Regions from separate parts of the Sus scrofa genome. Here regions 1, 2 and 4 are each linked to region 3. The links are chromatin contacts, called in public HiChIP or PLAC-seq maps. All regions are on one chromosome and are shown on one strand. The core of a region is the stretch at or near the end of the contact, and the rest is flanking DNA. Distances in the headings are between cores, read along the strand shown.

Region 1 (5,686 bases), core at 2,462-4,961, 230 kb before region 3:
ACCTCTGCATGCGCTCCTGCAGCTCCCGCTGCTTGCGGATCTCGGGGAACTGCTTCTCGTAGTACTCGCGCACCTTGCTCTCCTTGGCCCGCCGCCGGGGGTTGTTCTCGATGCGTTCCACCTTCTTCTCCCAGGCCTCCATGAGCTGGTCATAGCGCTGGCAGAACTTCTGCTCCTGGGGGGGGGCACAGGGGAGCCCTGTGGCAGCAGTTCCTGCTGCATCCGACCCCCAGCACCCCCAACCTCTGGCTCCCCACTCGGCCATTCGCACAGGCAGACAGGTGACCACACACGGGCACACAGGGAGACCCAGGAGGACCCTGAGATCTGCCCTAAGGGCCGGGCCTCCTCTAGCCCTGGGAAATGGGCCACCCTCCTGGCCTCCCTCTAGAAAGGCCTCGTCCAATACAGAAAGTTTCCAGCCACATGTGGCTGTTAAGTTTAAGTCATGTAAAATTAAGTAACATTAAAATTCAGGTCCCGGTCCCCCAGCCACATGTCTCCGTGGGCCAGGGCTACTGTCCGCAGTGGGCAGTGCACACAGGCACCATTTCCATCATCCCAAGAAGGTGTGTGGGGTGTGTGGGATGGTGCAGCTCGGGGGTGTCCGTCAGGCCGGGGTGGGGGTGGGGGGCGGCCCCATGGAAAGCAGTCACTTTCTGAATAGTTCCTCACCCCCTGGCCTCAGGTCCAGCCATGCTTCCCAGGCCCAAAAACCAGGTGTGAAGCCTCAAGCTGCTGTCTGCCCAAGACAAGGAAGTCCTTCTCTGGGTCTAACCATAGTGCTTCCTGCTGTCTCTTCTTCCTTAAAGAAAAGACACCCCCGTCCCACGCCCCATCTCCTGGCCCAGAATATAGCTACCTGGCTTCCAAGTCTCCAAGGTGACCCTGACCTGGAGCACCTGGAGCAGACAGGGAGCATCCGGCCGCCCATGAGACCCCCGTCTCCCTGTCTCTAACAGCTGCCATGGACAGATGGCGTGGTCTGGGAGTCTCGCCTGAATGCCTTCTTGATGCTTCAGCATAATCAGAAAACCCGTCTCTGGTCCTCATGCCCAACACCCCCTACCCCACCCCGTTTTTCAGCTTCTGACCAAGGCCACCTGTGACTTTGGTCCTCAACAAACCCAGCAGCGTGATGACCCCAAAGGGCTGTCAGGCCCACATTGAGGAGGAGCAGAACTTGACCCCCAGCTCCTGGGGGCCCCACACGGATGTGTGCTGCTCCAAAAACCGCACTTGGGAGATCAAGTTCAAGTAGCAGACAACAGCCACACGGGTTCGTGGCCGTGTGCTGAGGCCAGCACCCCCGGGGTGGGAATCAGCATGAAAGACACACAGTCCAGCCCACCACCAGAGCAGGGGACCCTCTCCACTCTCTCAGCCTGGCCAGAGAGGCCCCGGTCTGAGAGCAGAGAGCAATACGTCAGACGAGGAAAAGGTGAGAAGATGTCCACCAAAATGGGCCAGAGAAAACAATGCAGTTCCTGGTGAAGACGAGTAAGAAACCCCCAGGGCCACTAAGCAGCTCCACCAGTGGAGGGCAGGTAAGGTGGCCGACAAGACGATCCAGCCCTGCCTGGGCCCTCATGGAGCAAAGGGACACAGCAGGAACGGCCATGAGGGGATGACATCCAGTCACACTGCCCAGCCCCAAGCACCACCTGTAAGGATGAGAGCAGCTCCGGAGGACCTCTCAGGATGAGGAAGTCCCCCTCCATGTCTAACCACAGTGCCACCTGCTGTGGCCTGTGTGCTGATGTGCTCTCTGTCCACTGAAGGCGGAGGGTACTGGGCTCCTCGGGACAGTGCACAGCAGTGGCTTTGGCCCTTCCTGGGGCAGCACTGACCCTGATCAGGGGGGTTCCACACGGGCAGCCCCGCTGGACAGGAGAGAAAGCAGACTGCACAATCAGACACACGCACGTGCACTTACACATACACACATACATACAGACACATCCTCACACATACACATGTGCACATACACACGTACCCCCTTACGCATACACACTCACACTGACACACAAACACACAGGCGCATGGGTGGCCCCACTGGCCAGGGGAGGAAGCAGATCACACACTCACATACACGCATGCACTTATACACATACACACATAAACATGTGTACACGTTCACACATACTCCCTTACACACACATGCACTCACATGCCAAATACACACACTAATATTCTCAGATTCACAATACACACTCATAAACTCACACACGTACATTCTCACACTCACACTTCAGAGGCTGAAATACCACCAAGCAAGTCTGTGGGATGCTGGGAGCAAGAACCTGAGAGGAAAAGGAGCATGGGCCCCTAAGACCACAGTCTGTGTGTGTTGTGACGACAAGTCACCCTCAGCCTCTTGCTCACTCTCAGTGAGTTTTTTTTTTTTGCTTTTTAGGGCTGCACTCGCAGCATATGGAAGCTCCCAGGCCAGGGGTCAAATGGGAGCTACCGCTGCTGGCCTACACCACAGCCATAGCAACGCCAGATCCTTAACCCACTGAGCGAGGCCAGGGATCGAACCCGCAACCTCATGGTTCCTAGTTGGATTCGTTTCCGCTGCGCCATGCCAGGAACTCCTCGGTGGGAATTCCTCACCATCCCCACCATCATCACTCTCCTCATCTTCTTCTTCATCATCGCTGTCATCACCACCATCATCAAAGCATCGTCCCGTTCTTCTTCACCATCACCACCATCATACCACGGCTGACGCTGGCTAAGCACGACCACGTCACATGCCTGGCAGAAAACCGATTCCTTCCAGCGGACTCACTGTCCCAAACCCCAAAAAGCTATGACTACCATCCCCTTTGTACAGGCGGGAGCTCAGAGCTTAGGGCCAACAGCCTGTCGCCTGAGGTCATGCAGTCAGCGACAAGGAGGTCAAGATCCTGATGGTTATTCTCATAAAGTCTAGGGTGTCTACTTTTTCTCCTGCTGCTCATGCTTTTGGTGTCACACCCAAGATCCACTGCCAAATCCAAGGTCCTAAAGATTCACCTGTATGGGTTTTTTTTCTAGGAACTGTATGGCTTTAGCTCTTGCTTTGGGGCCTTTGATTTATTTTGAGTTATTATTTGTTCTAATTCTGGAAGCTGGGGTACAACTCTACTCTGTGTGTGAGGACGAAAAATAAGAAGCTCAGAGGTGTGGGGGATATGAGAGGAGTGAGCAAACCCTTAGCTGTCTCTAAAAAAGAAATTGATAAAAAGGACAGAGGGGACAGGAGAAAGAAAAAAAGCAGATTATGCTGAAAACACGCCAATATCCACTCTAGTGGGTTCGATCGTGACCCTCCCCTCAAAAGATGTCTCCACATCCTAACCCCAAGAATCTATAAATGTGACCTTTTTTGAACAAAAGGTGTTTTCAGTGCAATAAAGTTAAGCGTCTTGAGATGAGGTCATCCTGGATTAGGGTGACCTCTAGATCCAATGACAGACGTCCATGTGAGGGAAGAGAGGGGAGAGGCCAGGTGGTGATGGAGGCAGAGAAGGGAGTCATGAGGCCTTAGCTAAGAACCGCCTGGAGCCGCCAGGAGCTCGAAGAGAGAGGCAGGAAGCCTCTGGAGAGAGCGCAGCCCCGCCCACATCTTGATCATGAACTTCTGGCCTCCAGAATAGTGAGAGAGGATGAGTTTCTGATGTTTGAAGGCACCGAGTTTGTGGTCATTTGTTGCAGCAGTTTCAGGAAATGAATACATCCACCGTCCACGCTGAGCTCAGCCCCTGACTGATCCATCCTGCAAGGCCACCATCAATCACACAGGCTCCCTGTGCCAGGCACTGCACTCACCCTTCCTGCAGCCTCGCCATGACCCCATTTCACAGATGAGGATAATCGAGGCTTGGGGTAAGACAGCTCTCCCAAGATGACACACAGCGGGTATGATGGGTGGGGTTTGAACTTGTTCATCTGTGACTCAGCCTAGTACCCCCACCCCCACCAACACACACACACACACAATCTGGCTTCCAGGAGTAGGGGGCAGGGAGTGAGCTCAGTTTCTCAGGGAAAGACAGGCAGCACTGGCAGAGGTTGAGCACCCCTCTGGGGGAAGAGCCTCAGCTCTGTGGGCAGAGCAGGCGTGCGGGGAGAGCGTGGGCAGCTTACTCAAGGTCCTAGGAACCTCGAAGGAGTGAGCCAAGCAGACTCACGGTGGGGGCAGGGGGCATGCTGAGCTAAGGGGGCCGTCTTGATCAAGCCCCCACCCGGTCCTGGCTGACACGATGCATGGGGCTTCAGGCTTATTATATAAGAACAAGGACAACATCATTCCAGATACCTCCTGTCTCAGCTTCTGCGGTTTCCAAACTCATTTTCACAAGGGCCTCTCTTAAGGTAGGCTCAAGTTGGCCACAAAGCCACCCAGAATTTCTTAGAAGACTCCAGTTCCTCTATCTTTACGTAAGCCCATTCCCCCTCCACCCCCTCGAGGGACCCCCAAGGGGCAGTGGGAGACTTCTTAAGAACTCGCCTACCCAACTCCACCAGCCCACCAGCTGCCAGGACCCTTGTAAAATGTAAATCCCTTGTAAAATGTAAATTGCATGGCCTTCCTCCCACCCCAGAGGAGCCCCAGGCCCAGGCAGAACCTCTGTGGAAAGACTGGAATTTGGGGTGTGATAATGAGAGAAGTTCCTTGCTCCAGGAGAGACAGGGAAGCAGTGGGGTGAAGGTCTGGGTGTCTGCACCTCCTTTCTAACGGTTCAACACAAAAACATTCACACACCCATGCGTACACACACACACACAGAGCTAATATAAAGAAATGTCAACCATGATGGATTCTAGATCATGGCACATATACACATTCATTGTATTCTGCTGTCCAATTTCCTGACTGACTGTCAAATTTTCTGGATAACTAAGAATTCTTCTATTAAAGACTTTGTATTCCTCATTGAGAATACATTTATAAGAATAAATTAAGTGTCCCATTGTATTTAGAATAAAATCTAGGAGTTCCATCCTAGCTGAGAGCAAACGTTTCTAAGTGACCTGGCTCCCAGGATTTTCAAGCACAATCCCTTCACTCCTGCCCTGACTTCAGATGTGCCTGCCATATTCTGTCCCGTGTTACTCCAGGCTGGTTCCTGCCTCAGGGCCTTTGCACATGCACTGCCCTCTCCTTGATATTCAGACCTCCAGATGGTCCTTTCTGGTCACTCCCATCCAGCTGTTCCGACCCCAACCCCAACCCTCTGCACAGCACTTATCACAGCTGAACACAGCTCAGCACTGCACCAGGCCCACAGCAGGGGCTCAGTAAATATTTCTTAATTCGATGAATAAGATGGGATGTCCCGTTTCAGGAACCCTGTCTACCCAGCCAGATGCCTCTGAGCACCATCCAGTCAATCTGGGAGTCTGAGGAAGTTGAGAAAGACAAGGTTGGGAAGCCCACCACTTTTCACCCCATGGGGCCCTGGGGTCCAGAGTGCCACCCACCTAGCTTCCCATTTGCCCAGCATCTGGGTCAAACTGGTTTCCAAAAAGAAACCAGTTTTTGAATGTACTAATATGCAGAACTGAAAAAAAAAATGCATAGAATTGAGAGTACAACCTGATCAAACCACTCCTGAACTCCACTCGGACTCTATCAGTTATATAAATTCCTTTACTGCTTAAGCCCATCTGAGCCAGCTCTTCTTCCTCTCCCAGC
Region 2 (5,374 bases), core at 1,933-4,432, 170 kb before region 3:
GCAAAATGGTACAGCCTCTGCAGAAAAATATCTGGCAGCTACTCACTAAGTTAAACACAGAGATACCATATGACCCGGCAATTCCATTCCTAGGCATATAGCCCAAGAAATGAAAACAGGTGATGAAAGGAAACAAATATGAATGCTCAGAGCAGCACTATTCACAACAGCCAAAAAAGGAGAAACCACCCAAATATCCATCCATATCCTTGAGGAGTGGATAAGGAGTATGCAATGTGTCCATTCACTGGAATATTATTTAGCCATAAAAAGGAATGTGGAGGCGCAGTGGGTTAAGAAGCCAATTGCAGCAGCTAGGGTCACTGTGGAGGAAGACGTTTGATCCACGGCTGGGAAACTTCCGTATGCCCTGGGTGCAGCCATTTAAAAAGAGAGGGGGATGTATAAACCATAACAATATGGAGGTTCCCAGGCTGGGTTGAACCGAAGCTGTCACCACTGGCCTCCTCCACAGCCATGTCAGATCTGAACCGTGTCTTTGACCCACACCACAGCTCATGGCGACACCAGATCGTTAACCCACTGAACAAGGCCAGGGATCACACCCACAACCTCATGGTTCCTAGGCAGATTCGTTTCCGCTGCGCCACAAACAGGAACTCCTGAAATGTTTTTATTTCAGTGAGATGAAGCCGCATATGGAATGATCCCACTTCTGTGAAATGTCCAGAAAAGGCAAATCCATCCAGTCAGATGCAGGCTGCTGGCTGCCAGGGACTGGGGAGGGGGCAGTGGAGAGCAACATTAGTGGGAACTAGGTTTCCTTGGGGGTGATGAAAATGTTTTAGGACAAAATGGTGGTGATAATGGTACAACACTGAATCTACTAAAGCCCACTAAGTGTGCACTGTAACATGGCTCCAATAGCAAATCTTAGGTGTATTTTACCATAACAAAATCATTGAGGGGGGAGAACCCCATGACTCCAAAGGGGCATGGCTGGCTGGATGCAGGCAGGGGCTGCCCATGTGGGTTGTGCACACCCTCTCCTGTCCACACACCCCCTCCCAGGCAGCGACCTTCATTTACAAGCCCAGCCTGGCCAATGGGACTCAATGGCCCAGGGCTCAGTTCCCTTCTCTGAGGGGCCAGACCGGATTGAAGGGCTCTCACCTCTGCCATCACTTCCCGGAACCCTCCCCCTACCCCAACTCACCAACCTGGCTTGCCAAGATCCTCTCTCTTCCTGCCACTCCCGCGGGCCCAGCCCCATGCACCACCACCATCTGTTTACCTGCTGTCTCCCCCTCCGGACTGGCTGGCAGTTTGAGCCTCATCTGCGATCATGTGCACAGCAGGGCCCTGGAGGCTGTGGGCTGAGTCACAGCCTCCCACCCCAGCCTCTGTCCCTGAGGAAAGGTGGTGCTCTCTCCAGCAGGCCTCCCTGATCCTAGAGACTCACTCTCTCAACCAGGCCATCTCCTGCCTATGCACTGCCATCCCAAAAGTCTCCCATGAGCGGAAAGGGGCCACGTGTTCCAATCCAACTCCATCACTACATAGCTGTGTGACCTTGGACACCGTACTGACCTCTCTGGGCTTTACATCTGTAAAAGTCTCTTCTTAGGGTCACCGGAAAGATGATTCATTGGGAAAAAAGCTACGAAAAGCTCAACACCCAGAGATGAGCCCCCCCAAAGGAAAGCTGTGTTTCTTCCTCCCCCGTGCTGCTCCAAATACTGGGGGAGGAAGAGGGGCGAAATAACAGCAAGGATGGTGATGCTAGTTCTGGCCGAGGTAGTTACCAGGACCATCCCCACCTTGCAGACAACAAACTGAGGCTGTGTGAGTAAGCTGACCAGATGGCAGAGTGAGTCCCTAACGAGGAAGTTGGACAGGCCCAGGGAGACCCACATCTGAGCAGAGAAAGCAGAGGGTGCTCCCCAGGGATGAGCCGGCCCCCACACAGTCTGGAGAAAAGGAGAAGAAGGCTGCCCTTCCTGGGCCTGAGACCTCAGCTGCAGGACCCCTCACTCAACACCTTCTTATTACAGACAGGCCAAAAGAGGGTCAGCAGGGGTTCCCATCGTGGCTCAGTGAGGTAAGAACCCAACTAGTATCTATGAGGATGTGGGTTCCATCCCTGGCCTCACTCAGTCGGTTAAGGATCTAGTGTTGCCACAAGCTGTGGTGTAGGTCACAGATGCGGCTCTTATCCCTCGCTGCTTTGGCTGTGGCATCGGCTGGCAGCTGCCGCTCCAATTGGACCCCCAGCCTGGGAACTTCCATATGCCGTGAGTGCAGCCCTAAAAAGACAAAAAAACAAAACAAAACAAAAAACAGAGAAGGTCAGCAGGCTGGTGCTGCGTGCCCGAACTCCGCCCTCTTCAGCTGGATCGCTCAGCCCATGTGGTCCCGGCGTCTGGAGAGGTGGGCACAGTGGCCATGCAGAGAAGGGTTCCAGCTCCACCAGAATGATCAGGTCCCGGAACAGAAATGCCTCTGCAGCCTGGCTGGGGGGTCATGGATGAGAGACCACCAAACACCACATCCTGCATCAAACCCTCCAGAGAAAAACACGCTCGCTGCACCTGCACCACCTATGAACCTCCCTAAAAGGATTCCCAGAGGACCACCACTCCCCTACCCCCCACTGATTCTGCTTCAAGAGCACCAACCACCCCCAGGGTCACCAGACCCACTCCCTCACTAGCTGGCAGGTTCTACTTCATCCAGTCAACATTTATCAAGGGAAGAGTCCGATTTCCCTCCCCAGACATGCTTGTCCCCACTCCACAGACCAGGAAACTGAGGCTCAGAGAGGTGGGCTGACTTGCCCAAGGTCAAAAAGCCAGAAAGCAGCCAGGCTTCATTCTGATCCCCCCCCCCGAAACCGCCAGCACAGGCGCCCCCTCCCAGAGCAAGCGGAAGGGATGCAGCACTGGTTGGTCGGAGCCGCCACGGAGGCCCGTTTCTGTTTCCAATTTAATTGGTACATGTGTGTCCACTGGGCTGTGGCCAGCTCAGCCGCCCAACCCTGCTCCCCTGCCAGGGCGAGATCTGCTCAAAATCACTTCCTCCTCGACTCTTTGTTTTTTTTTTCCCCTTTTTAATTTTAAAGGGAAGAGAGAGAGAGAGAGAGAAACCAGTCCTGACAACCGCTCCTGGTACGCCAGGTCACAGGGTTCCGCATGAGAACCCTGGCCATGCAATGCGCCCTCCCTCTTGGGTATTTCACAAACACAACGCCGGATTTTTCCTGGCTCTTCCTCATTAAGTCCTGGGCGCCCCGGGAGGGACGTGGTTTCCATTAGACCCAGCTCCTCCATCTGGCCTTCCAAACGGCAATTTTCTCTGCGGAGGGAAGGCGGGGTGGGGGGGACCTGGAGAAAAAGCTGGTGGCTGGGAGGCAGGGGGTGGGGCACTAGCACCAGCTGTGTGACCTGGGCAAACCGATTAACCCCCTGCCTGGGGCTGGGATAGGCGGGCACTATGCAGTGGGCCACAGGGACACAGACACAGAGGCGGGGCCAGGTGCAGGGCGTGAGGAGCTCAGCATCCTGCCCCTTGGAAAAGGCACAGTAACCCGATTGCTAACCCAAGGGAATGCTGGGATTCTAAAGGATGAGGGGCTCAGAGTCCACTTTGCTGCCTGTGTGGGAATGAACCAACCCCAGAAGAAAGAGCAGGCCACAGGATGCAGCTTGACATTCCGCTCAGTGAAACAAGCCAGACACAACAGGACAAACACCATCGATTCCATCCATACGGGGTGCCCCAAGCGATCAGAGTCACAGAGAATAGAAGGGGGGGTGGCCGGTGCTGGAGGAGGGAGAGTTAGTGTTAAATGGGCACAGAGTTTGTTTTTCAAGATGAAAAAGCTCTGGAGATGGTGGTGATGCTTGCAGGACAATGTGAATACACTAAACACTGCTGAGCTGTACAATTCAAATGGGGTGAGATGGTCAGCTTTTTGTTATGTGTACTGTAGCACAGTTTAAAAAAATTTTTTTTAGTTTTTTTTTTTTTCTGCGTTTTAGGGCTGCACCTGCAGCATATGGAAGTTCCCAGACTAAGGGGTTGAATCAGAGCTGCAGCTGCCAGCCTACGTCACAACAATGCAGGATCCAAGCTGCGTCTATGATGTACACTGCAGCTCACAGCAATGCTGGATCCTTAAGTTGCTGATCAAGGCCAGGAATCAAACCTGCATCCTCATGAATACTAGTTGGGTTTGTAACCCACTGAGCTACAACAGGAATTCCAAAAGCTTTTTTTTTTTTAATACACATACACACACACACACACACACACACACACACACACACACACACACACACACCTGCACGTGCACGCACCTCCTCCAGGGAGACCACCCTGATTGCTAGATAACAGCACCCAGCTGCTCTATGGTGGTTCCCACTCTCCCACCATGAAAAGAGATAATGTTGCCAAGGGTGCTGCCAGGGGTCCTAGTATGCAGTAGCCCCTCACAGCCCAGGGCTGAGTGGGACCACAATCAAGGGCTGGTCTCGGCCTATCTCCCTTTAGGACCCAATGGCCCTGGGGCATGCATGGACCTGCAGACCAGCGCCTCATAGCTCTGCTCCCTCAGAAGTGCCTCATGATCTCCCCACTGACCAAGCGCCTCCAATCAGATAGCCTGGGTGCAGGAGGGGCTGACTAGCAACTCTCCGACCCTTCGATTAGGTCCCCGGACCCTGAAACCTGAGGCCAGGCCCAAAGCTGTTCTCTCCGCAGTCTCTACCCCATGGCCCATGGCCACTGCAGAGACCCCAAGAGTGAAGGGGCGGCCCCTGGATTCCCACCGACTTCCCTGCACCAACATCTGGCAAATATGTCCCCAGCTGTGCAGCTGCCGGAAACGCCTCCCCCACCCCCGGCCTCCTCCGCGCACACAGGCCCTCGAGGAAGGCTTTCAGAGGAATTTATGGGGTCATCCCTCATATTTCAGGGCAGCTCTCTGGGGAACGGCCTCTGCCACATGTGAACAAGGACAAATGTTTCTGCTGCTAAGAATAGCTCCTCGGGGCCAGTAGCCCACCCACTCAGCAACCGCCCTCCCATGCGGCCCCCCTCCTCTCCGACCCCCAGCAAACCACCAGCCTGGACCCGGCGGGCCCACCTCCCATAGGCCTGGCTGGGAGACCCCCACTGCCACCCAGACGCCCAGGCAGAGGGGGAAGAATGCACTCTGATCAGCTCTGTCCAACTCTCAAAAGGGGACACAGACAGGCCACTGATTTTGCCTGAGGGCGTCCGCTGAGTGTCTGATGATGGAAAGGTGACCAGGAATCCAAAAGCTCCTCCAGCCCTGCAGCCAGGAGTTCCAGGCCACAAGCTGCTTCATTGCCCAGGGGCTGCAAGAGGGCCCAGGGAATCTGATTATGGG
Region 3 (5,763 bases), core at 1,767-4,266:
GGGTTGACAGAGGGTTGACAGGGTTGACAGCTTTTTAGAAGCTTCCTGAAGACACCTGGTCCCAGGTGGCTTCAAGGAAACCATCCCTATCGTCTCAACTACTGCTCGTGCTGCTTCAGGGGGTGCTGGGTCTGTGGAGACCAGACCCCCAAATCCTCAGCAGTTCCCAGATGAGGGGAAGCAGGCAAGACATCCAGGTGCAAGTTTTAAGGAGGCACTTTCAGGAGCTCCCTGGTGGCACAGTAGGTTAAGGATCTGGCCTTGTCACTGCTATGGCCCAGGTCGCTGCTGTGGCACGGGTGCCCTTATCTCCTGCTCATCCAGCACTGGTCCTCAGTTTTTTGCTTTTTTGGTTTTTTTTTTTTTTTTTTTTTTTTTTGATGGATGAAGTCCATGTTTTTTTTTTTAATTATTATTTTTATTTATATATTTATTTTTTTGCTTTTTAGGGCTGCACCTGTGGAATATGGAGGTTCGCTGGCTAGGGGTCAAATCGGAGCTACAGCTGCCAGCCTACACCACAGCCACAGTAATGCAGGATCCCAATGGCATCTGCAACCTACACCACAGCTCACAGCAATACTGGATCCTTAACCCACTGAGCAAGGCCAGGGATCGAACCCGCAACCTCATGGTTCCTCTCCAGATTCGTTTCCGCAGCACTATGACGGGAACTCTGATAAAGTCCATTTAGCTACTGTGGTAAACTGCAAACATCTGAAAGTCTATCCTGAGCACCTAATTTGTGTTGGAAAAAAACCATATATTGAGGGAACAAGGAAGTAAATTCTCATATCCCAGGCCCAGCGTGATCTGGCACCTTACTGACCTCATTTCCGCCATTTTCCCCACAAACCACTGGGTTCCAACCACACTGACCTCTAAGCTCTTTCCAAAACATGCCAAACCCGTTCCAGCCTCAGGGCCTTTGCACTCGCTGTGCCCTTGGCTGGAATGCTTTTCCCCAGACGCCCATGCCTGACCCTCTTATTTCATTCAAATTTCTGTGCAAGTGCCACCTCCTCAGAGACCCCGCCACTCCATCAAAAGTAGACACGCCCTCCCCCCATCCCCCACCCCCAACACCAAGTCACATTCTATTCTGTCACATTCTATTACTGTCTTTCTAGAACTCACAACCAGAGTGTGGAATTCTCATGGGCATTTATTTCTGCACTGCCATTCCTGAGGCCCTCAAACAGTGGCCAGCACACAGTAGGTACTCAGGACAAATTTGCTTCTTGACTGAATGAACCCCTTCCCCCCACCTCTGGACCCAGCTGACCTCTCAGGGAATACTCTGGCATCCCCCGAGCCCCTGCACTCAAGGCCTGGCAAGCCTCACCCTGCCATGGAATTTTCCAGATGAAGCTGTTGCTTTTGTGCGTCACCAGGGCGTTTAATCTCAGCTCATCGCCTGGGCAGGAAGGAACTTGCTTTGCTAAAGGACTTCTGTCCTAAAGCCGCCAGGTAACATGAGAGGGGCCTCTCAAGAAGAAAGCACAGCTCCCCACCGCACCCCGAGAATTGTCCATCAGCCTCTCTCACCTTCTCCAGGCAGGCTGCCTCCACCCGGAGCCCCAGGCAAGGCCTGTACCCCCCACATTGCAGGACGGCAGTCCATCGGGTCAGGAGGCCTATAAAACTTCCTGCATAATAACCCTTTAAAAATAGCATCATTCATTTTTCTTTTTTTTTTTTCCCCTTGTTAAAAATTTACACATGTAACCCACATGTGCTGACAGTGAAAAAATGCCAAAGTTTCTAGAACACAGTGGGAACCAGTTCCTTACCCTCTGGAAGCCAACCCTCAGCTCAGAGATGAAAACCATATTCAAAGGTGGTGGGAACCCTTGGGAAGGACCGGACTCCTTTATTTAACAAATTCTTGGAGTCCCTGCTGTTGCTCAGTGGGTTAAGAACCTGACATGGTGTCTGTGGGGAATTTGGGTTCGATCCCTGGCCTCACTCAGTGGGTGAAGGATCCAGTGTTGCAGTGAACTGCAGTGTAGGTCACAGACGCAGCTTGGATCCTGTGTTCCTGTGGCTGTGGCATAGGCAGCCGCAGCTCCGATTTGACCCCTAGTCTGGGAACTTCCATATGCCCAGGTGCAGCCCTAAAAAGAAGAAAAGACAAAACAAACAAAAAAAAAACCCCAAACAAATAAATTCTTGTAGAGAGTTCCAAGCAAACCCTCTAAGGCGATTATAGCCTTACCCCTATTTTACAGATGGAGAAAGTGAGGCTCAGAGAGGGACAGAGCTAGCCAACTGTGAGACATGGCATGTAGAAGTTCCAGGGCCAGGGATCAAACCTGCACCCCAGCAGTGACAACTCCGGATCCTTAACCACTAGGCCTCCAGAGAACTCCTTCTGATTATTTTTAATATCTGTGTTGTATTCCACAGACCCTGAAGCACAGCACAGGATTACTATGATTTTTTGGGCTCTAAGGGTCCATTTATGATCATCTTAAATTCTCAGGACATAATTCATTTGAATGTACATTATGATAAATATGTGATACAGTGAGTTCTTTGGGTGGAAAACTGGTAAGCTCTGGGCTTATTGGGCAGGGGGTCTGAGTCTGAGTTTCCCTGTCACCCACAGACTCTAGACTAAGTCTGAAATGATGACGGTAGAAAGAGTAGAGGCAGGCCCTAACACTATGATCCAGAATGTTCCCAGCTCCAAAGAGGCCATGAGGATAAAACATCCCTTTTGCTGATTAGTTACATGACTCAAGACTCCTGAATGTCAGACTTTGAAATGTGACTCATTCCCAGAACAACAATGCCTGGTAATTCACAAAGCAATTCCAGGGACCCCAAAGTTTGTCCATGTCCCCAAAGAAAATCCTACTCAGAGTCTCCTCCAAGCAGATCAAGAGAAACCAGTCCTCTCTCCATTTCAGGCATTGGATGCCTTTTTGGGGGTGGCATAAAGGGATTGAGGAGGGAAGGGCATGAGCTGTCATAAAGTCAAAACGAAACTGCCAACAACACAGTTCTCTGTCTCCCAAGAGTGACTCACCAGGTGAAAACCAGAATATTGTTCCAAGTGTCAAAATCTGCAGAACTGCCTCCAGGATTTGGGTCTTTTCCAGCTTAAATGAGCCAAATATTCCAGCATCTTCCCCAGGTACCTGTGAATGGTGCATTGTCTTCTCTCTGTCGCTTTTGTTTTTGAAAGCCCCGTAAAGAGGATCCCAGGAGGTCAGGAGACAGCAGGGTGCCCATTTCCTTCCCTGGACCACATTCAGACAGCTTCTATATGCCTCCCAGCACCTGCCTCCTGCCAGTGACCAAACTGGTACTGTTGGCACCAGGGCTGCCCCAGGGCACAGACAAAGCCAGACCCTGGCTGGAGACTGAAACGTACTCTTTTGGAGGATCAGCTGGCCTCCTCAGCACTGCTAGGGCTAGGCAGTGGCAGGAGTTTATCATCATTAGGAGCAAGTTACCTTTGAACAGGGGAGAAATGCTTTCAGAGTAATTTTATTAGCACTGGATTCTAAAATGCCCTGTGTGTGTGTGTGTGTGTGTGTGTGTGTGTGTGTGTGTGTGTGTGTGTGTATGCTTTTTAGGGCTGCACCTGTGGCATATGGAAGTTTCCAGGCTAGGGGTCAAATTGGAGTTGCAGCTGCCAGCCTACACCACAGCCCCTGCAAAATGAGATCTGAACTGCATCTGCGACCTACGCCACAGCTCACGGCAACGCTGGATCCTTAACGCACTGAGTGAGGCCAGGAATTATACCCGCTTCCTCACGGATACTAGTCGAGTTCATAACCTGCTGAGCCACGACTGGAACTCCCTGGAATGCCTTTTCTGTTCTTTTAAGTAACCTTCTCTGCAGCCCTGTGCCCTCCATAGAGGAGGAGGAAATTGACTGATTTGTAGATGGGGAAAAGTCCGACCCATTTCTCCTGGTTTTATTTCTTTGAGGGAATTCGCAAGACAATCTCACAATACTACAGTTTGCCTTGTGGGGTTGGCTTGATCTCCATCGTCCTACTGAGTATATTTTTGGTACATATGTTAATCCATAATGAGTCATATAAAAACCAGGACAATGTGACCTATGTCAGTTTTCAGCTTTGGCAGGGACTGGGACCAGAGACAGTGGCGATAAGAGCTAACACAAATAAAGAGCTTTGAATGGGCTGGGCACTGTCCAAGGACTTCACACAAATTAACATTTAACTCATATAATGGCCCAGCAAGGGAGGTACTAATATGATCACCCTTTTACAGATAAGAAATATGAGGTTCAGAGAGTTTAAGTAACTTGCTTAAGGTCACACAGCTAAAATGGCCAAGCTGGGATTTGAACCCAGGAGACCCACCTCCATGGTTTGTGCTCTGAATTTTATAGAGTGTTGTATGATTATGTCAAATCAGATGTTGGCAACAAATGAACTCTCTGTGGCAGATGCTGTAACTGACCCATAACCCATTCCCAGCCTTTTCTCCAGGCTTGCGTCAACCATCGGATTCAAAGGCTAACTATTTGCTTTCCCAAGATCCCTTGCCCTTCTAGACAATGAGATGGAGGCAGAAGCCAACTGGGGCAACTGCAAGAAAGGTTTTGCTTTCCCTGATAACAGGAGCAAAGGTAGCTCCTGCCCTGTGCCCTTTATTGAAGCCTTGAATATGGATGTGATGCCTAAAGTCATGGCAGCCACCTTGTGATCTGAGGGAAAGGCCAAGAGAGGTGCACAGACAGTGACCCAAAATAACCTGAGCTTTGGAACTGACTGCCTTACCCCTTAGGCTTTTTTTTTTGTATGGGAAAATTAAACCCTGTTTGTTTACATCACTGGGCTAGGTTTCCTGTTACTTGCAGCCCAAAATCATACCTAATGTTCTTTTCTCCCTTCCAGCCTTTCTCTTATTCTTACTTGAAAGTAACTGGTTGTTAAAAGTCAGCATCTTAGGTGTCCATTGACAGAAGAGTAGATAAAGAAGATGGTACATATACACAATGGAATATTACTCTGCCATAAAAAGGAATGGAATAATGGCATTTGCAGCAACATGGGTGGACCTGGAAATTATCATGCTAAGTGAAGTTAGACAGCGAGACACAAACCTCATATGCTATCACTTATATGTGGAATCTAAAAAAAAAAGGACTCACAGATTTTGAAAATCTTATGGTTTCCAAAGGAGACAGGTTGCCGGGGCGGGGGAGGGATGGGCTTGGGTTGGGTACGGAAATGTTGCAAAATTGGGTTGTGATGATGGTTGTACTATTACAAATATACTAAAATTCATGGAGTAAAAAAAAAAGTCAGAACCTCACGGAGTTCCCTGGTTGCTCAGCACGTTAAGGATCCAGCATTGTCTCCACTGTGGCTCAGATCACAGCTGTGGCCTGGGTTTGATTCCTACCCTGAGAACTTCCACATGCCACAGGCAAAGCCAAAAGAAATGTGAGGGGCAGTGAGAGGCCTCTTTCCAAGGATATTCAGTATGGAAGTATACCCTCCTACTGCCTTCCCAGCTCTCATTGACTGAGCGCCTACTGTATTCCATGTATACATATGTATCATGGGCTCTGGGATCATTTTTCTCAATGCTCTTACAGCCTAGGAAGGAGGCACCTTCAGCTCCATTTTACAAAACACTGAGGGGCTGGGCTTTAAGCACTTGCCCAGCGGGTGGGGAGCCAGGTCACCCAGGCCAGCCTGACCTCAAGCCCAAGGTCTTCCTGTTTTCCACCATGGTCTTTCCAGCCCACGGCACAGCCCTCAAGAG
Region 4 (5,751 bases), core at 650-3,149, 250 kb before region 3:
TCCCTAATACTGGGCCCTTGCCCCTCTGATCCAACCCATTTGTCTACCTGGACAAAGCCCACATGGGGAATGCTAACTTGGCCCACAAGGGGCATCCCTTATAAGACACACAGATAGAGGTATGCTGGGCTGGCTGGTGCCAGCTCAAGTGTAGAGACTTGTAGTTTCCAGAAATTTTGCAGGTTGGTAGTTAAAAACAGTCATTATCAAAAATAGAAATGCATAACCTTCCAATTAAAGAAATTATAATAAAAACAAATAAGTACTCAAAAAGCATCCCTTCCCAAGAACTTGGCTATATTCGCCTGTTATCTGTGCTCTTGTATGCAACCGAATCCACTCGGTGGGGAGGGTATGGTCACCTCCCTTCCCAATTCCACATTCACGCAGGTAGCTTGGAATTGGCACGGCAGGAGTATTTACACCCTGGCAGTCGGCACGTGCTACAAAGCACACCCTTGCCAGCACGGATGTGTCCTCAGAACCTGAGCAACGTCTAACGCCCACACCCGTCACGTCTGTTCTGCTTGCAAGGAAACGGGTGCTTGAGGCAGCCAAGGCTGTTTTAATCATCAGTTAATCCTGTCCAGCCATCTGGAAAAACATCAGTGGTGCACACCATGAGGCATCTGCCCCTCGCTCCTGTCCGCCTCACCCACCTCCCTCAGGGCGGCCTCCTCCCCACCTCCTGGAAGATGCCACACTTGTTCCTGCCTCGGGGCCTTTGCACTTGCTGTGCCCTCTGCCTGGGAGACTCTCCCTCCAACTCTGCCTGACCGGTTCCTCCTTATCACTCAGGTCTGAGTGCAAATGTTCCCTCCCTAAAAGCTGCCCTCTCTTAAGTCAGCTGCCTCCTGACACCAGCCAACCTTCCGTGGCCCTAACCACCCCCTGAAATAGCCATGGTAATTTACCTGTGCCCTGTCCATCTCCTACATGGGCGTGACAGCTCTGGGGACCTCATTTGTCCTGTTTGGTGTGGCATCACCTAGAGTGGTGAGATTCTGAAGGGCAAAGTGGACTGGAACCTGGCTACCGTCTGCACCCCATCGGGGCCCTCCTGCCACAGGCCCACACAAGCACGGCTCTTCTGGTACTCTTGGCAGCCCAAGAAATGCCCGGATGTGAGGTCTGTCAGCCTCTCACACCTCTCACCCCCTGGGGTCCGATTGATCCACGCTCACACTTTCCGTGTCCTTCTAGCCCTTTAGTGTGGTTGGCCTGGGACAGTGCTGACGGGGAGCTGGGTCTCCCCTACCACCTCACAGTTGCCCCCCGTGGGAAGGCCACGTTCATCTTCTCCCCAAGCGACAGCCCAGCCTGCTAGATCCCTGAGGCATGGCCTCTCCTGCTGCCTTCTTGAGAACAGTGTCCCCGAGGAAGTGTCCAAGAGACGCTGGGCCTGGACAAGTCCACTTTCTTTTTGTCTTTTTAGAGCCATAACTGCGGCATGGAAGTCCCAGGCTAAGGGGTGAATCAGACCTGCAGCTGCCAGCCTACACCACAGCCATGGCAATGCCAGATCTGAGCCGCATCTGCAACCTACACCACAGCTCACGGCAACGCTGGATCCGTGACCCACTGAGTGAAGCCAGGGATCGAAACTGCAACCTCATGGATACAAGTTGGGTTCTTAACCTGCTGAGCCACAATGGGAACTCCCTGGACAAGCCCACTTAGCACAAAACTGGGCAGAGAATCAGGGACATCTGCTTGCTGGAGCCCTAAATCTGGACGCAGTCCCACCCAGCCCGGCTCGCCCCCAGCAGAGCGGAAATAGCCGCCTCCCGCAGGCTGGGGCGGCCCAGGCGAGTCAGACAGACCCTGAAGCTGGAGGCCCATCCGGCCGGGGTGTCACGCTGTTTTAGGACAAGCATGTAGGCGCTCATGCAGGCAGGGAGAAGCATAGCCCAACCTGGAGGCAATGTGGCCGTGACTGGCCTGCCACTCGTTCCCAGCAGACTGCATAGGCTGAGGCCATCACTGATGTCGTCCACACAGGGGGGCAGTCAGGGTCTGGGAACCAGCACCAACTGCACCACGGCCACTGCCTCCCCGGGGACTGTGTTTGGCTGGCCTTGCCCTGGAATGCCTTCCAGTCAGGCTGTCCCCTGTGTAAGCTGCCCGAGGCGCGGGAGACACTGAAGTGCAGAGCAACTGGGAACAAGGTCACCTGTCCCTTGGCAGGAAGCTGGGAGAGGAGGTGGGGGGAGGGGAGGGAAGATGAAGGAAAGTGAGAGACAGAGGAGAAGGTGTGGGTATGACGGGGAGAGAGACAGGGAGGAGAGACGGAGGTGGGGGTGGGCCCATAGGCCAGAAAGAGCAAGGAGGAAGCGGGCCCCACCTCCCTGGACTTCCTCCCCCGGCCCCCGAGGTGCCGGAGGCTGGGCGCCCTGTCCCCATGCCCAGCTCCGCGGGAAGATAGACCACGTGGCCTGGAGGAGTAGAGACCCCGACCAGCCCGGCTCCCCACCCCCTGCGGCCACATCACCCTGGGGGATGGAAGAGGGGTACTCACTCACCCTTGGGGACAGGCCCCCTCCGCAGCACGGCCCCCCCATGGCCAGGAGGGCCCTGTGGCCACCTCTGGTCACTGCCGCAGAGCGATGTGGCCCTGGCGCCTGGCTCACGCTGGCCTCACATCCTCGGCTCCCTGGCAGTTTGCATAGTTAAGCCAACCTCTGGCCACGGCATTCCTGGGCTCCAGCACTGCAATTATCCAGGATAATGTGGCTCCTCCATCCACGAATCATGAACTATAAACCACTGCACCGTCACCAGTGCTCTGAGCTGGCCCCAGCCTCAGCCGGTGATTCACAGCGAGGAGAGGACACGGGGGCGTGGCCCACAAGTTCACAGGCCATTCATGGCTGAAGCTGGGGGCGAGGGGCCCAGAGCTGGGGACTTGGCCCTCTCCTGCTCAAAGTCAGGTGTGTGGGGTTGGCAGGGGTTGGAATTCCCGAGTCTCCCTCAGTCTGAAGCTTCTGGAAAGTGGACGGCACCCTCTCTTCGATAAGAAGGTCATCCCGACACTCCAAAGGGCCAGCACGTGTCCATGGCTCCAGCCCCTATAGGCCCAGGCCACAGCACAGGGGACGCCAGGGCAGCCCTGCCCTCTTGGGGCAGCGCTGGTCATTGAGGGTCTGAGCCCAGAGGCATCCAACAGCAACAGCTTTTCATCTGGAGATTTTATATTCCCTTTTATAACCATCCATGCTTTCAAAAGGCAACCACCGCAGTGATGAATAAGGGGCTTGGCCAGCACAGGATGTGGCAAGGGCATGACACAGCAGGTGTCACCTGAACACACATGGTGACATTTTGCTGCACACGCTGTAGTTAAGTGTTGGGGCAGGTCAGGACCACTGTGGATTGTAATTTCCAAATATGCAAATACATGGGAATTCATCCCCAGGATGGACTGGCCAGGTCCTCTTCTAGAAAGGGACCTGCTGTCCCAGCTGCAGCCTAGCCCCAGGGCAAAGACTGGCCCTCTCTCTCTCCACCTGGGGACATCTGGGAAGGGCCATTTGAGCTCCAGAGTGCATTCCAGGGTCAGTCAAGATGGCCAGTGAGCCTGTGCCTGGCCTTGATTTCCCCTTCTGCTACCCTGCTCCCTTGGCAGGCAGGGGCTCGCCAGTAAGCATCCTGAGACCGAGGCCCTGAGAGGGTCCCAGAACAGCAGCATCAGTATTGCTGGAGGACTTCTTAGAAATGCAGAGTCTCTGGCCCCAACAATCTGTGATTTCACAAGCCCTCCCGGTGAAAGTTCAAGAATTTCAGCAGGACGCCATCTCCATCTCAGGGTCCGTGACTCAGCCTGGGACACATCCCTTCCTGGACCCAGTGAGGGCACAGCCCGAGGACACTGGCTGTGGCCAGTCTTGGGTGGACGGTGGTGTTAGGAGAAAGAAGGAGGCCAACAATCTGGGGGAAATAATTTCCCACTGTCGGTGCTGTGGGTTCCGCTTCTCCCCAGACGTGGTGATCTGAGCCTGGGGCCAGGGGTGGCCTCCCCTTGTCACCCCAGGGCAGGAATGACAAGGGTGGGGCACTGGTGTCAGGTGTGCCTCTGTCTCTGGCCCTGAGCCATGACCAGCCACCTTGGGAGATGCACCTTCTACGAGGTAGCAGCCTGGAAAAGGGCTGGATTTCTTTTTTTTTTTTTTTTTTTTTTTTTGGCTTTTTAGGGCCGCACCCATGGCATATGGAAGTTCCCAGGCCAGGGGTCGAAATGAAGCTATAGCCGCTGGCCTATACCACAGCCACAGCAATGCCAGATCTGAGCCACATCTGCAACCTATACCACAGCTCACGGCAACGCCAGATGCTTAACCTGTTGAGAACGGCCAGGGATTGAAGCCGTGTCCTCATGGATACTAGTTCAGTTCGTTACCACTGAGCCACAATGGGAACTCCCAGGGCTGGCTTTCTGACACCTCAGAAGTCCCACTTTGTGTCTGTCTCAGCGATTCTTAATCAGGAGAGGCTGTGAGATGCTGAAGACAGCTGAGCTAGGGGGCTGCCCTCTCTCTAGCTTCCTGAAGGATCATGGTCTCATATGGCTCTGAAGGTAAAGCCCTATAGCCCTGGCATGCAGTAGGCACTCAATAATTGCTCCCCTGGATGACCACACCATATTGTGCATCTCTGTGGAGGTGGGTGGGTGAGGACCTTGGAGAAATGAGGGCCCATCTGAGGGGCATCTGTCAGCTGACAAACTGGGTAGCCCCTCATGGCCATTCTTAGCTACAGCGTGGCCCTGAGCCACAGGAACCCCACCCCGAACAAAGCCTCTGCAGCCACCAGCCACCCAGAAGAGGAAGAGACATGCATGGGGTTGGGGGTGCTGAAAGAGACTGTCATAGAGAGAGGGAGGGGGAATCAGGGAGAGACAGACCAGAGTGAAAATAGCCCTCAGCATCTCCCACAGACTACATGGTACAGGGAGCAAAGCAAAGCTAAAAGTGGCAGAGTCTTTCCAGCCGCTGGCCTCCTGGGAGCTGGGGGCAGGCAGGGGGCCAGGAGTTGGGAGAGTCCCCATGAGTGGAGACAGAAACACAGACGGGGCCGGGGGCAGAGACCCAGCCAGGAGCTTAGTCGGGCACATTCTATCCTCAGCGAGACCATCTGCCACCCTGATCCAGCAGAGCCTGGCACAGACGGAGAAATCCACATCCTCCGAGGTGGGTTAGGGCCAGCTTCCAAAAGACTGCCCGTGCAGCCAAAACACTGCAAAAGGGACCACTGGGGGCCCCCGCTTCAGCTCCAATGGCTGACGGTGCCATGTTTGAATCCTGAATCTGCCACACAGGGCCGATTCCTCAGGAAGCAACTTCACCTCCCTGTGCCTCTACTTCCTCCCCTATGAAAAGGGCACAATGACTGTACCTCACCCGGAAAGCTGCTTTGAGTTAAAACGCATCAATCCCTTAGCCCAGCACCGGGCACACAGTTATAGCTGGTCTTGAGCAAACATCGCCCTTCTGTTTTTATTGTTGCTTTCACGGCTTCCACATGGCAGTCAGCGGCATTGCTGTCCCATTCACACCCTGAGAATTCTGACAGGGCTCTGATGTCCCATTGGACTTCCAGCGTCCCGTCCCACCCCCAGCCATGAGGGGACCAGAGATGACCTAAGTCTTCTTCTAAAACTAGGAGGACCCAGGAAGATAGGTGAGTATGACAGGCTCCCCTTCAAGAAATAAATACCCCATGGGAGTTCCCGTTGTGGTGCAGTGGAAACGAATT

Evidence for each region. HiChIP or PLAC-seq counts read pairs in DNA pulled down with a chosen protein or histone mark.
Region 1: a contact with region 3 is called in an H3K27ac HiChIP or PLAC-seq map of alveolar macrophages. The contact joins two enhancer-like sites. A contact is called at or near these places in 2 of 2 datasets of contacts at active chromatin or transcription factors (alveolar macrophages and skeletal muscle).
Region 2: an H3K27ac HiChIP or PLAC-seq map of alveolar macrophages shows a contact between it and region 3. The contact joins two enhancer-like sites. A contact is called at or near these places in 1 of 47 Hi-C or Micro-C datasets (embryonic fibroblasts) and 2 of 2 datasets of contacts at active chromatin or transcription factors (alveolar macrophages and skeletal muscle).
Region 4: an H3K27ac HiChIP or PLAC-seq map of alveolar macrophages shows a contact between it and region 3. The contact joins two enhancer-like sites. A contact is called at or near these places in 2 of 2 datasets of contacts at active chromatin or transcription factors (alveolar macrophages and skeletal muscle).

Annotation. Positions count from the first base shown.
Region 1 is chr14:28,712,831-28,718,516 of Sscrofa11.1, reverse strand. It overlaps NCOR2 (nuclear receptor corepressor 2), which reads right to left. Exons shown (of 49, transcript NM_001044576.1): 11 at 3-175. Among named protein-coding and RNA genes, the nearest start is that of NCOR2, 73 kb to the right of the region's middle. Within about 2 kb of position 3,711, at least 2 of the 83 cell types and tissues checked have an H3K27ac peak or open chromatin away from gene starts, as enhancers often do. A contact at or near this core is called in alveolar macrophages, where this site is marked.
Region 2 is chr14:28,650,134-28,655,507 of Sscrofa11.1, reverse strand. The region is part of intron 2 of NCOR2 (nuclear receptor corepressor 2); the gene reads right to left. Among named protein-coding and RNA genes, the nearest start is that of NCOR2, 10 kb to the right of the region's middle. Within about 2 kb of position 3,182, at least 27 of the 83 cell types and tissues checked have an H3K27ac peak or open chromatin away from gene starts, as enhancers often do. A contact at or near this core is called in alveolar macrophages and embryonic fibroblasts, where this site is marked.
Region 3 is chr14:28,480,019-28,485,781 of Sscrofa11.1, reverse strand. No RefSeq gene overlaps it. Among named protein-coding and RNA genes, the nearest start is that of NCOR2, 160 kb to the left of the region's middle. Within about 2 kb of position 3,016, at least 22 of the 83 cell types and tissues checked have an H3K27ac peak or open chromatin away from gene starts, as enhancers often do. A contact at or near this core is called in alveolar macrophages and embryonic fibroblasts, where this site is marked.
Region 4 is chr14:28,733,134-28,738,884 of Sscrofa11.1, reverse strand. All of the region lies in intron 15 of NCOR2 (nuclear receptor corepressor 2), which reads right to left. Among named protein-coding and RNA genes, the nearest start is that of NCOR2, 93 kb to the right of the region's middle. Within about 2 kb of position 1,899, at least 11 of the 83 cell types and tissues checked have an H3K27ac peak or open chromatin away from gene starts, as enhancers often do. A contact at or near this core is called in alveolar macrophages, where this site is marked.